Linked DNA regions of Sus scrofa: region 2 is linked to region 1. A link is a contact called in public Hi-C data. All regions are on one chromosome and are shown on one strand. The core of a region is the stretch at or near the end of the contact, and the rest is flanking DNA. Distances in the headings are between cores, read along the strand shown. Region 1 overlaps PAG1 (phosphoprotein associated with glycosphingolipid-enriched microdomains 1). Region 2 overlaps PAG1 (phosphoprotein associated with glycosphingolipid-enriched microdomains 1).

Evidence for each region. Hi-C and Micro-C count contacts between places; a contact is called where the count stands out from the background.
Region 2: a Hi-C map of blood shows a contact between it and region 1, with 2.3 times the contacts expected there. A contact is called at or near these places in 6 of 47 Hi-C or Micro-C datasets (adipocytes, blood, fetal heart ventricle and 2 more) and 1 of 2 datasets of targeted methods (alveolar macrophages).

Annotation. Positions count from the first base shown.
Region 1 is chr4:55,453,403-55,459,499 of Sscrofa11.1, reverse strand. All of the region lies in intron 1 of PAG1 (phosphoprotein associated with glycosphingolipid-enriched microdomains 1), which reads right to left. Among named protein-coding and RNA genes, the nearest start is that of PAG1, 5.6 kb to the right of the region's middle.
Region 2 is chr4:55,562,199-55,568,691 of Sscrofa11.1, reverse strand. All of the region lies in intron 3 of PAG1 (phosphoprotein associated with glycosphingolipid-enriched microdomains 1), which reads right to left. Among named protein-coding and RNA genes, the nearest start is that of PAG1, 110 kb to the right of the region's middle.

The DNA of each region.
Region 1 (6,097 bases), core at 745-3,244:
GAGCAACATTAACAGCAATGACTGAGTCACAAATAACAGCAAGATCTGAAGCCAAGGACCTATCTGAACACCCTTCATTCCTCAGAGAACAAATTCACAGAATGGCTTCCATTTGTGACCCTGGGGCTCCCTGAAGATGAAAATGACAGATGCAGCAATGCTGATGCTCATACTTTAAGAAAAGCAATTGAAGTTGATCATTTATAAATGAATACATGGAGTTCCCGTCGTGGCTCAGTGGTTAACAAATCCGACTAGGAACCATGAGGATGTAGGTTTGATCCCTGGCCTCGTTCAGTGGGTTAAGCATCTGGCGTTGCTGGTAGTGTAGCTGGCAGACATGGGTCGGATCCTGCATTGCTGTGGCTCTGGCATAGGCCCAACAGCTCCAATTAGACCCCTAGCCTGGGAACCTCCATATGCCACAGGTGCAGCCCTGGAAAAGACCAAAAAATAAAAATTAATGAACGCATATGCTGTGTGGGGACTGGGTCCTATAAAATCGAAGAGAAAGGTACAAATCTCCTGCTGATAAATTAAAACACCCTTTTTTAGGCCACATCCAAGGCATACAGATGAAACCTGTGCCACAGCAAGGACAACTCTAGGTCCTTAACACACTGAGCCACCAGGGAACTCCTAAAATATGTTTTTTAAAAACGAGCCTACTCCATAAGGTTTGTAGGGTTTCAAGTATTCTTTAGGTTGGTAAAGGCCCCCCTCTCAGGCCAAATTTCCCTGTCTTCTGCCATAAAATCCACACTTAGAAGATTAAGTTTTTCACAAGTTTTTAATCACTCACAGGCTGGAAAATTATACAGTCCCATAAAACCAAGGTGGGGGAGTGGATGAGATAGCAATACATTATGCCAAAATATTATAACAATGGCAATAACAAAAGTAATAACTCAAACCCAAGGGATATGAAGAACTTTTTATGGGTTTTTAAAAATTCTTTTATTTGGGAAAAGGGCTCCTTTTAAAAGGGCAGCTGCAAATACAGAGATCCTGCAACAAATGTTGGCTCCAGTGTGAAATCATGAAAAAACAGAGGGGGTGGGGCTCAGGGAAAGGGTCCTGAAAATATTACGTACATTACATGGTTTTCAATTCTGCCTTTTCCCTCTGCACTTGGAGTGGCGTTAGAGGGACTAAAGCACAGACACAGAAGATGTGACACAAGGTTCTTCAGAGACAACATGCTTGCACCTTATCTGTTAGACACAGGTATTCATTTATTTTTTTCATTCCTTTTTTTTAAATTAAAGTATGGCTGATTTACAACGTTGTGCCAATTTCTGTGTACAGCAAAGGGAGTGGGATGGGTTAAGAGTCTGGGGTTATAGATGCAAACTATTACAGTGAGAATGGATAAGCAATGAGGTCCTATTGCATAGAAAACTATATCCAATCTTTTGGGGTAGAACATGATGGAAGATAATATGAGAAAAAGAATATATATGTAAGTATGACTGGGTCATTTACTTTAAAGACCATAGTCTCACAGGGAATGATACGACACGCTGTAATAATGGTCACTACTGATTAAATCATTTCTGATTTAATTTTTAAAAAATCACCCGAGGGAGTTCCCATCTGTGGCTTAGCGGTAATGAACCCAACTAGTATCCATGAGGATGTGGGATCAATTCCTGCTCCCACTCAGTGGGTGAAGGATCTGGTGTTGCCGTAAGCTGTGGTATAGGTTGCAGTTTCGGCTCAGATCTCATGTTGCTGTGGCTATGGCGTAGGCTGGCAGCTGCAGCTCTGACTGGACCCTTAGCCTTGGAACTTCTACATGCCACAGATGTGGTCCTAAAAAAAAAAAAAATCTCCTGAGAAAAATCTCAGGTCACTACACTTCTTTGATGAGAATGACACACGTCTGGGACACCAGACACAGATAAAGTTCGCATGCCTCTCCACTGCGTCCCTTTATCAGTGGAAGGCTTTATGCTTCCTATTTCACAATGCGAAACATGTGGGTTTCTTTTTTGAGCTCATTGCATGAACTAAGCTTAAGCTCATTAACCACAAAGATTTGGAGATGACGCTTTCTGGGCAGTCAATGTTAGCTGGCCATGGGCAAGACGATGGGCACACACCTTCCCACCGCCCCCTTGGCTCTATCCCAGGGTCACTGTGGGCACAGAGGGAGACAGTATCCGATGACCTTGAGAAGCACAGTGGAGGATATCCATGCTCCATAGCTGAATTATCACGAAGGCTCCAAAATTGGATGCAGTAGAATGCTAGGCCTCAGACTCCTGGGCCCTGCTCTTGCCTCTGAAACTCACCCGTGAGTTTGGACAAGTCTCTGGCAGGGCAGGGCCCGGTAAGGGCTCTGTGTTAACTATTCATTCCAATTCTTATCCAGAAGGCACGGCCAGTAAGGATGGGGCAGGTTCATTATGTTCAGAGCTGTCTTTCCTCACACCCACCCCTCACCCTCATGTTCGGCCTTGAGGGACTGTGTGCCATGCTGCCCATAAGCTGCTTGCTTACAGAACCAAGGCTATATAACTCTCCGACATTACTTCTCTTGGATGCATGAGAAATGCAACTGGCCCCTGACTCCTCAAGCCCAAAAGGAAGAGGATTCAAAACAGCAGAGATGACTGGGGAGAGTAAATGGTCTCCATTTGTTTTGCCCGTATAAAAATGAGCTTCTGGAGTTCCTGTCATGGCTCAGTGGTAACAAACCCAACTAGAATCCAAGAGAATGTGGGTTCGATCCCCGGCCTTGCTCAGTAGATTAAGGACCTGGCGTTGCCATGAGCTGTGGTGTAGGTCACAGACATGACTTGGATCCCACGTTGCTGTGGCTCTGGCATAGGCTGGCAGCTGCAGCTCTGATTGGACTCCTAGCCTGGGAACTTTCATATGTCACGAGTGTGGTCCTAAAAAGACCAAAAAAAAAAAAAAAAAGGAAGGAGAGAAAATGAACTTCTGTTTCTTGTACATGGATCTCCTGACAGTGAGAGAAAGCTGGATGTTAGAGTAAAGTTATTTGGAAATTTAAGGGTGGTACAGATAAGCCAATATGTAGTTAACTCAGAAAGGAAATAAAAAAGAACTATGTAAATTCTAAAAGATTAGTTAAAAGCAAATTATGGACCCAGCTGGAGTTACAAAAGTGACTGAGGAAGACTTTTACTATAGAATAAGCCAGAACAGAGGAGCATCTGAAATGTAAGTAAAAGCATTAGATAGAGTAAAAGGGAGTATCTGAAGGACTAAAACTGATAAGAAGGACTAAAACTGAAGTAGAAGATATTTCAGAGAGACGTGGAAACACTCTGTTGATGGCAGAGCCTCTTTTTTGACGCCCTCCTAGAAGTTCATGCCCAGAGACTTTTGATCTCATTTTTATTATTATTATTATTATTTTTTATGGTTACACCTGCAACATATGAAAGTTCCCGGGCTAAGGGTTGAATCTAGGCCACAGCTGCGACCTATACCACAGCTGGGGCAATGCCAGGTCCTTCAGCCCACTGAGCCAGGCCAGAGATCAAACCTGTACCTCTACAGCAACCCAAGCCACTGCAATCAAATTCTTAACCCACTGCCCCACAGCAGGAACTCCTTATTTTTATTTTTTAAATTGAGAAATAATGGACATATAACATTAAATCAACACTTGCACACATGGCAAAATGATCACCAGGATGAGTCTAGATAACATCCGTCATCACACATAGTTATAAGTGCTTGTTTTCTTGTGATGAGAACTTTTAAGATCTACTATCTTAGCAGCTTTCACATATGCAATATAGTATCATCAACGATAGTCACTTTGCTGTACAGAGAGTTCTGACTTAAAAAAAACAAAAGCCAAATGACCCTTTCCACAGAAAAGAAACTCATGGACATGGAGAACAGACTTGTGGTTGCCAAGGGGGAGGGGGAGGGAGTGGCATGGACTAGGAATTTGGGGTTTAATAGATACAAATATTGCCTTTGGAATGGATAAACAATGAGATCCTGCTGTAGAGCACTGGGAACTATATCTAGTCACTTGTGATGGAGCATGCTGGAGGATAATGTGAGAAAAAGAATGCATAATTTATGTGTGACTGGGTCACCTTGCTGTACAGTAGAAAATTGACAGAACTCTGTAAATCAGCTATAATGGAAGAAATAAAAATCATTTTAAAAAAGTTAAAAAAAAAAAAAGCCAACTTAGAACATCTGTCTTGAGGCAGCTTTCAGTGGTAGAACACATTAGCAAAGAGGTTTAATTAAATATTAAATCAATCTCTAAGCAGTTTGTGGCCTATGTGCCCTTTACAGCAACTAGACTTTCATATCAAGAATATAGAGTAAATAGTTACCAAGGGCCAAAATACTAAGTAGTATCCAGATGACAACCTAAGAAAGCCACACCAAAAAACTAGCCTTTAAATCATCCCCAACTTCTGGACATCAAGTGAAAAGTTTACAGGCTGTGGACCACACTTAACAAACTACAATCCACACATACCAGTGGATACTCAAGTTTCCCACATAAAATAGCATTGTAGGAGTTCCTGTTGTGGCACAGTGGTTAACAAATCCGACTAGGAACCATGAGGTTGTGGGTTCGATCCCTGGCCTCACTCAGTGGGTTAAGAATCCTGCGTTGCTGTGGTGCTGGTGTAGGCCAGCAGCTGTAGCTCTGATTCAACCCCTAGCCTGCAACTTCCATATGCTGCGGGTGTGGCCCTAAAAAGCTAAAAAAAAAAGCAGCATTGTATTTTCATATAAACTTTAAGTACATTTTCCCACATACTTTAAACCGTCTCTAGATTACTTAAAATACCTATTATTGCTACGTAAGTGCCATGTGAATAGTATAGAGAATGCACATGCAAGGTATACAGCTGCTAGAGTAAAGCAAATTCGAGTTTTGCTTTTTGGAACTTTCTGGAATTTTTTTTTTTTTTTTTTGTCTTTTTGTCTTTTGTCTTTTGTTGTTGTTGTTGCTATTTCTTTGGGCCGCTCCCGCGGCATATGGAGGTTCCCAGGCTAGGGGTTGAATCGGAGCTGTAGCCACCGGCCTACGCCAGAGCCACAGCAACGCGGGATCCGAGCCGCGTCTGCAACCTACACCACAGCTCACGGCAACGCCGGATCGTTAACCCACTGAGCAAGGGCAGGGACCGAACCCGCAACCTCATGGTTCCTAGTCGGATTCGTTAACCACTGCGCCACGACGGGAACTCCTGGAATTTTTAAAAAATATTTTCAATCCACAGTTAGCTGAATCCACAGATGATGTGGAACCTGAGAATATGGAGGGTCAACTGTACTGCTCACACAGGACCCCTGAAACTGCCTCCCCACCACACTGGTACTAAGGCCGAAAGGAAGCCCGCTTCTCTACTATGAAAGAGAAATTACTTCCATTTCTGAACATACAGTACAACGTGTAGCAAAGTGCCAGGCCTCTCTCTCTCTCTGCCCAGCTGCGACCGAACACGCCCAGAGATGACAGTAACTGTGGATCAATGACCTGCCTGCGGTTCGCCAGGCCGTGGGGACGCCACAGCTAGATCTGCAGCCAGGAAACACACCTGGGACTGCGGTCCTCCAGGGGGACCTGTAACATCCCATTTTCTTTTTCTCTGAATCGATAAATAGGGAAGTACTTAGCAATGAAATCCACCTCAAACCAAAGAAGAAAACTCCACCTGCTGGCACCTCTACCCCGTGCTAATTATGACAATAATAATCCCTCCAAGTCATGGAGAACTCTGCTGTGAGTTAAGCACTTTGCATTCTTTACTGCTCAACGCAAATTTCCTCATCTGTAAGTTCAAGATAAGGATGCACATATTTAATTATGTTATTATGAGGATGAAAGGAGAAGAGATGGAAAAAGCACTGCGCAAGTCCTCAACTTGGGCCAAAAAGGACAGGATTGGAAAGAGACAGACCTGGGTTAAAATTTGAGCTGCGATTTCTCCTATTTGATCTTGCTGAGCTCCAGTTTCCTCATCTCCAGAGTGGCCATGAAGCCACCTACCTCGGTGAGGAATTAAAAGGGAGAGTAAGTCAGATGCCAGCTGGTGTCTGCATTACCAGGAGGTGTTGAATAAATGTACCTGCTCTC
Region 2 (6,493 bases), core at 107-2,606, 110 kb before region 1:
TCTACCCCTGTCAGTTAACTCACACTCACAAGACAGTAAGGTTTGTGCATAAGTTTCTGTACCTGACTCTCTGTGTAAACAAACAAAAAAAAATTAGAACAAATTTTATATGTGCAACTTGTATAACAATCCATAACGACTGTCATCAACGTGTCCATTAAAACACGATAGTACTGAATAGAAGGAAATGAACATGATGGACACTGGTGGTAACTACACCTCTGAGAAGACACACCCAGAGCTTTCCTTCTCTCCTTGGTTGTGAAGTGCTGTGATCCTTGTTCTCTGAGGTTCAGTCTTAAGCCCTTTTCCTTATTTTGCCTCATATTTTCTTCCTGGCATCTCATCCACACCCATGAGTTCATTGCCTCGTCTACACCCATGAATTCAGTTCCGCTCAGACTGCCTTGATCTCCCATGTATATCTTCAGCCCAAGCCTCCATTTCAAGCTCTACATCTCCTGTCCAGCCAATATAACCTCCCCACCAGGAGATGCCCAGACCCTCGGCCTCAGCACGTGTGCACAGGGCTGGATGCTCCATTTTCCCTGTACAGAGGTCCTCCTCCAGGGCCCTTTCTCTATGAATGCTGCAACCTTCAGCTAACAAGGTCCCATCCCAGGGGCCTCCCATTGCCCTCCCTCTCAGGGCCCCCCTCCTCGTATCTTATCTAACACACCAAGCCCTCTTGAGTTTACCTACTAGATGACTTTCAAAGCCATCTCTTCAACTAGTCCTTGTCTCTGCATCCCCCTAGTCAAGTTACCAGCATCTCTCGTCTTGGCTACCACATACACCCACTGTACTGCCTGCTAACTTCTTCTGCAAACCCCAGTCGGAAGGATCCTTTCGAAAAGAAAATCTAATCACACCAAACCCTCTGCTTAAACTCTTTAATGGTTTCTCACTGATCAAAGGATAAAGAAAATGAAATCACATAAAGCAACCTGCTGCTTCCTGCAAACTCTGGCTTTGGCCTCCCCCCTCACCTCATCTCGTTCTCGTCTCTTGCTGTCTCCATCCTATCCATTTGCTCCTTAACTAGAACCTCCTCAACCCCACCCACCCCAGCCCTTGCCCTAGTTAAGTTCTACCCCCATCAGATGCCAGGGAGGCCTTCCCACACACAAATTCATTGCTCATTGCTGTATGTGTTTCTCGCTTGCGAAACACCTCTTTTTCCTGTGTCTACGTATTTGTGCCATAGGTTTGACTAATGTCTGTCATACCTTCTTGACTGCATGGAAACCCAATTACGAGTTCACACCTGAATTATTAGTCAGTGGACACCGCATGCTGTCACCCGGTAGTACATGGCAATCTCGCCTCCAGTCTTACTTGGGTAATCTTGCTGAATCTGGAGACTCTGGTCTGGATTGGTATTTGTTTCTGTTTCCATAGTTTTTTGTGAGGTATGAGGTCAGATTTAAAACAGGGCCCGTTTGCACAGGACCTGGCATGTAATGCAAAGACAGGGCAGGCCGGGTTAACCATGTGGAAATAGTTTCTCCTTCTCAAAGAAACATGATGTTTCTCATTTTCCTTTAAAGATATAATCCACTCATTCTATCTTTTGGTTTTTCTTTTTAAAAAATGTATTGGAGTACAGTTGATTTACAATGCTGTATTAGTTTCAGGTGTACAGAAAAGCGAATCTGTCATACATCTACATATATCTATTCTTTTTTTCCCATATAGGTGATTACAGACTGTTGAGGAGATTTCCCTGTTCTATAAAGTAGGTCCTTGTTAATCATCTATTTTATACAATAGTGTGTATATATCATTCCCACCCTTCCAATTCCTCCCTCGCCTCAACAGTTTCACCTGTGGTAACCATTAGATTGATTTTGAAATCTGTGAGTTTGTTTCTATTTTATAAGTGAGTTATTTTGTATCATTTTCATTAGATTCCACATCTAAGTGATTATCACTTAAAATATTTCAAGTCTTTGTCTGACCTACTTTACTCAGTTTGATAGTATCTAGGTCCATCCATGTTGCCTCAAATGGCATTATTTCATTCTTTTTTATGGCTGTGTAATAGTCCACTATATATATATATATATATATATATATATATATATATACCACAGTTTCTTTCTTTCTTTTTTTTTTAAATTCTTTTCTTTACTTTAAGGAAACCACAGCACTAAATCAATGACAAATGGTGATCAACATTCAACTTGATGGGTAACAAATAACAGAGCAGGGTGGGGACAGGGGTAAATGATTTCTCCACACCTTCAAGCTGGGTACTTGTTACCATTCTTTTAAAAGGCAAAAGGGACAAAGTTCTACAGTCTTAAAAGGTAGAATAACTGAGGTCCATTTCCCAGTGTCTGCCTGGGAGAACCCGTGTGAACACTAGAGATGCATGAAATAAAATATTTACATTTTATTAAGCACCCTCTAAAATCTGCAGGATGAAATAGATTATGCTCACTAAATCTGCGGATTGCCTTCCCTTTTTTTGAATAGAGTTGCCAATGCTCTCAAGATGTACTTAATATATGAAGTTCCTGTCATGGTGCAGTGGAAATGGATCCGACCTGGAACCATGAGGTTCCAGCTTCGATCTCTGGCCTCGGATCTGGCGTTGCTGTGGCTCTGGCGTAGGCTGGAGTCTACAGCTCTAATTAGACCCCCTAGCCTGGGAACCTCCATATGCCGCAGGTACAGCCCTCAAAGCACAAAAGACAAAAGACAAAAAAAAAAAAAAAGTACTTAATATAAAATGTTGAATGTACTGTAAATCCTCTACAGTAACAATAATAAAAATTTTAAAGTGTCCCGGAATCTTTGAGATCGAGCCCAGTATATTTGCATTTCATTTTTATAAATTAAATTTTATTAAAAAATCACAGTAATTAAGATGTTGCAGGGCTTGCAAGGGTAAATTTTTCTTATCTTGGATTCAGAAAACTTCATACAACTTCTAGTGCAGCAAACAAATGTCACAAATATGGAATTCCCCTTAAAGATACAATATATAAATAGAGCTATCAAATTTAGACCAGCAAGCCCCAGATGGTCTAGCAGCATCAACAAAAACCACTTTCCTTGCCAACGTGAATTTCATAAAGCAGAAATCACTCTCAGGCAAGCAGAGACAGACACATCAGTCCATGAATACTTATGCCATATGCTCGGTACCAGGTTAGGGACTTTATTACATGGGCCATGAAACATTATTCTACTTATTTATTTATTTTTTTGTCTTTTGTCTTTTTTAGGGCTGCACTGGTGGCATATGGAGGTTCCCAGGCTAGGGGTCTAGTTGGAGCTACAGCTTCCAGCCTACACCAGAGCCACAGCAATGCCAGATCCGAGCCACATCTGCGACCTACACCACAGTTCATGGCAGCGCTGGATCCTTAACTCACTGAGAGAGGCCAGGTATCGAACCTACAACCTCATGGTTCCTAGTCGGATTCATTTCCACTGCGCCATGACAGGAACTCCAAACATTACTTTAAAAACAAACACTTAGTGTTCAAAATGAACTGTGTACTCTTGATGCAAAGAGTGACCTGCCTTCCTGCGCCTTTTTTGGCCTCTCCCATGGCATTGGAAGCTCCTGGGCCAGGGATCAAATTCATGCCACAGCAGTGACAAGCATACTGTGCCACCTTAACCCACTGTGGGTTGAGTGACAATCCTTAACCCACTGTGCCGCCAGGGAACTCCATATACCAGCGTTGTTAGAGGGAGACAGGGTGGTAAGCACATGTGGGACTGGAGGTACAAGCAAGGCCATCAGAAGAACCTGATGGTTTGGACTGGGCTGCTTTGAACATTTTAATTTATACCGCTTTTCCCTTTCCGATAATTTAAATTTCTGAGATTAAATATTTGAGACTACAAATGTGACAAACTGCCACCGAAATATCGGTGTTTTTGTGTGATTATGATTGACAGAATAGGAACTGAGGTTTATAGTCTCAGCAGCTGCCCATCCCTACCTTCAGCCCTGATTCCCCATCACTCAGAGAGGAAGAAAGAGAGACAAGGATGAGTCACAGATGCCAATCACACCTGCATCAGGACTTTCTAAAATCATAAAAGGAACTGCAGCAAAATGGAAACAGTGCTTGAGAGCTAGGTATAAGCAGGTGGATGGCCTTTTGAGGGCCTTGGGGCTTCTCTTTTTTCTCTTTCTTTCTTTCTCTTTCTTTCTTTCTTTCCTTCTTTCTTTCTTTCTTTCCTTGTTTTCTTTTCTTTTCTTTTGTTATTTTAGGGCCACACTCGTGGCATATGGAAGTTCCCAGGCTAGAGGCTGAATTGGAGCTGTAGCTGCCAGCCTATGCCACAGCCACAGCAACACCAGAGCTGAGCCACATGTGCAACCTACATCACAGCCCACAGCAATGCTAGATCCTTAACCCACCGAGTGAGGCCAGGGATGGGACTTGCGTCCTCATGGATACTAGTTGGGTTCATTACCACTGAGCCACGATGGGAACTCCCTTTGGGGCTTCTGGAGTGGGAGAGCTGGGTGATGCAGGCTGGAGTCTGGATGCAGCACTCACTGATCATCTGTGATATCTTTAAGCACCTTAAAGTTCCACAGTTACAAAAAGCAGACACCATCCTCAATACATGTGGGCCATATTTTTATAGTGCATATTCCTGAATAACCTCTGATGCTCTCTTTGTTTCAAAGAAGACAGATTTTTTTTTTTTTTGGACCCAGCTCCCATCCCTGATTAGAGATATTCTAGCTGCCAGATAAATAAATCTCTGTTGAATCCAATTTGTGGGGTCCAAGAGCAATTTATGGATCAATCTGGAACTACATGGGGCTTGGCTCATTTTGAGAAAAGAGTTATAACACCACAGTGAAAGAAATCAATAAAGATTTATCAAGGTTTTTCTTTCTTTGCATAGGTTTAAAACTGAGTTCCAAGCCATTAAAAAAGCCTTTACTATTTTTTAGTAGTTTTGGAGTTGAAATATTACACTTTCTCTGGTTCTTTTCCTGAGTTGACCCTTCATATTGATTAAGTACGTCTTTCTTCCAGATAGCCATGGGGATGTCCAGCCACGACTGTCTGGTTTTGTCAACCTCATCAGGTGATGACGCCTGAATTCTGTGCCAAGATACACCTGTCCTCCTAGGCAATAAGCTTTCCCTTCCTTATATTCCTGCAGCAAAGAAAAAAAATGCACAGCATTTAAGCTCTGTGAATACAATTTGGAGGCTCATCTGATACAAGTAATTAATTAATTTGCTTTCTAGGGTCATCTCCGTGGCATATGGAGGTTCCCGGGCCAGGGGTCAAATCAGAGCTGTAGCCACCAGCATACTCCAGAGCCACAGCAATGGCAGATTCAAGCCAGGTCTGCGACTCACACCACAACTCACAGCAACGCCAGATCCTTAACCCACTGAGTGAGGCCAGGGATCCAAACTGCGTCCTCATGGATGCTAGTCAGATTCATTTCCGCTAAGCCATGATGGGAACTCCCGATACTCTTTAAAAGTAGGCAATTAAAGAACCTGGACTTCCTGTTGTGGCTCAGCAGGTTAAGAAACTGACACAGTGGTCGTGAGGATGTAGGTTAAATCCCTGGTCTCACCCAGTGCATTAAGGAACTGGCACTGCCACAAGCTGTGGTGTAGGCCACAGATGTGGCTCAGATCTGGCATTGCTGTGGCTGTGACACAGGCCAGCAGCTGCAGCTCTAATTTGACCCTAGCGGTAACTTCCATATGCCACAGGTGTGGCCATAAAAAGAAAAAAAAAAAAAAAAAGGAATTTGGCTGAAGATCTGATTTTGAATATATGTAAGGAAAAGTTAATAGCTTCCACTTATTGAACATCCACTATTTGCCAGGTACTTTTCAACGTGAAGCCTCATCTGGAAAGATCAGGTTATATTTAACACATTCATCACAGGACTGCTGTGAGTTAAAAGTTGGTGTAGGAGGCTGTATCCAGGGTTATGGATCTCCTCCTCTCTGTATCCTCACTCTTTGCACTGTGAGTCTGTAGGTCCTTTCAGCAAGAAGTGCTGTCTATTGCTATACCCTTCACTTTCTGCTGGCTTTTGCGCTCACTTTGTCCCATGGAACGCAGCACAAGCAACAGAGTGTCAGTTCTGAACTGAGACCATAGCTTTGCATGTTTCCACTCTCACTCTTGGAACCCTGATGATGCTCCCTGGGAAGAAGCCCAGGCTAGCCAGCTAGATGAGAGACTCTGTGGCCCAGAGGTCCTCACTGTCCCCTAGTAGTCAGTCAATTGCCAGAAGCTGAGATACCTAGCTGACTGCAAGTAGACTGTGGAGACATATGGGAGCCCAAGTGAAACCAGATGAACTGAGCCAATCTCAACCATAAACCTAATGAATCAGGAGCTAAGTAAATGGCTATTGTTTCAAGCTGTTACACTATGGGGTGATTTGTTATGCAGCAAAAGCTAACTGATACAAAAGGTATTATTCTCTCCACTTTACTAAAGAGAGGTACAGAAAGGTTAGTAACTTG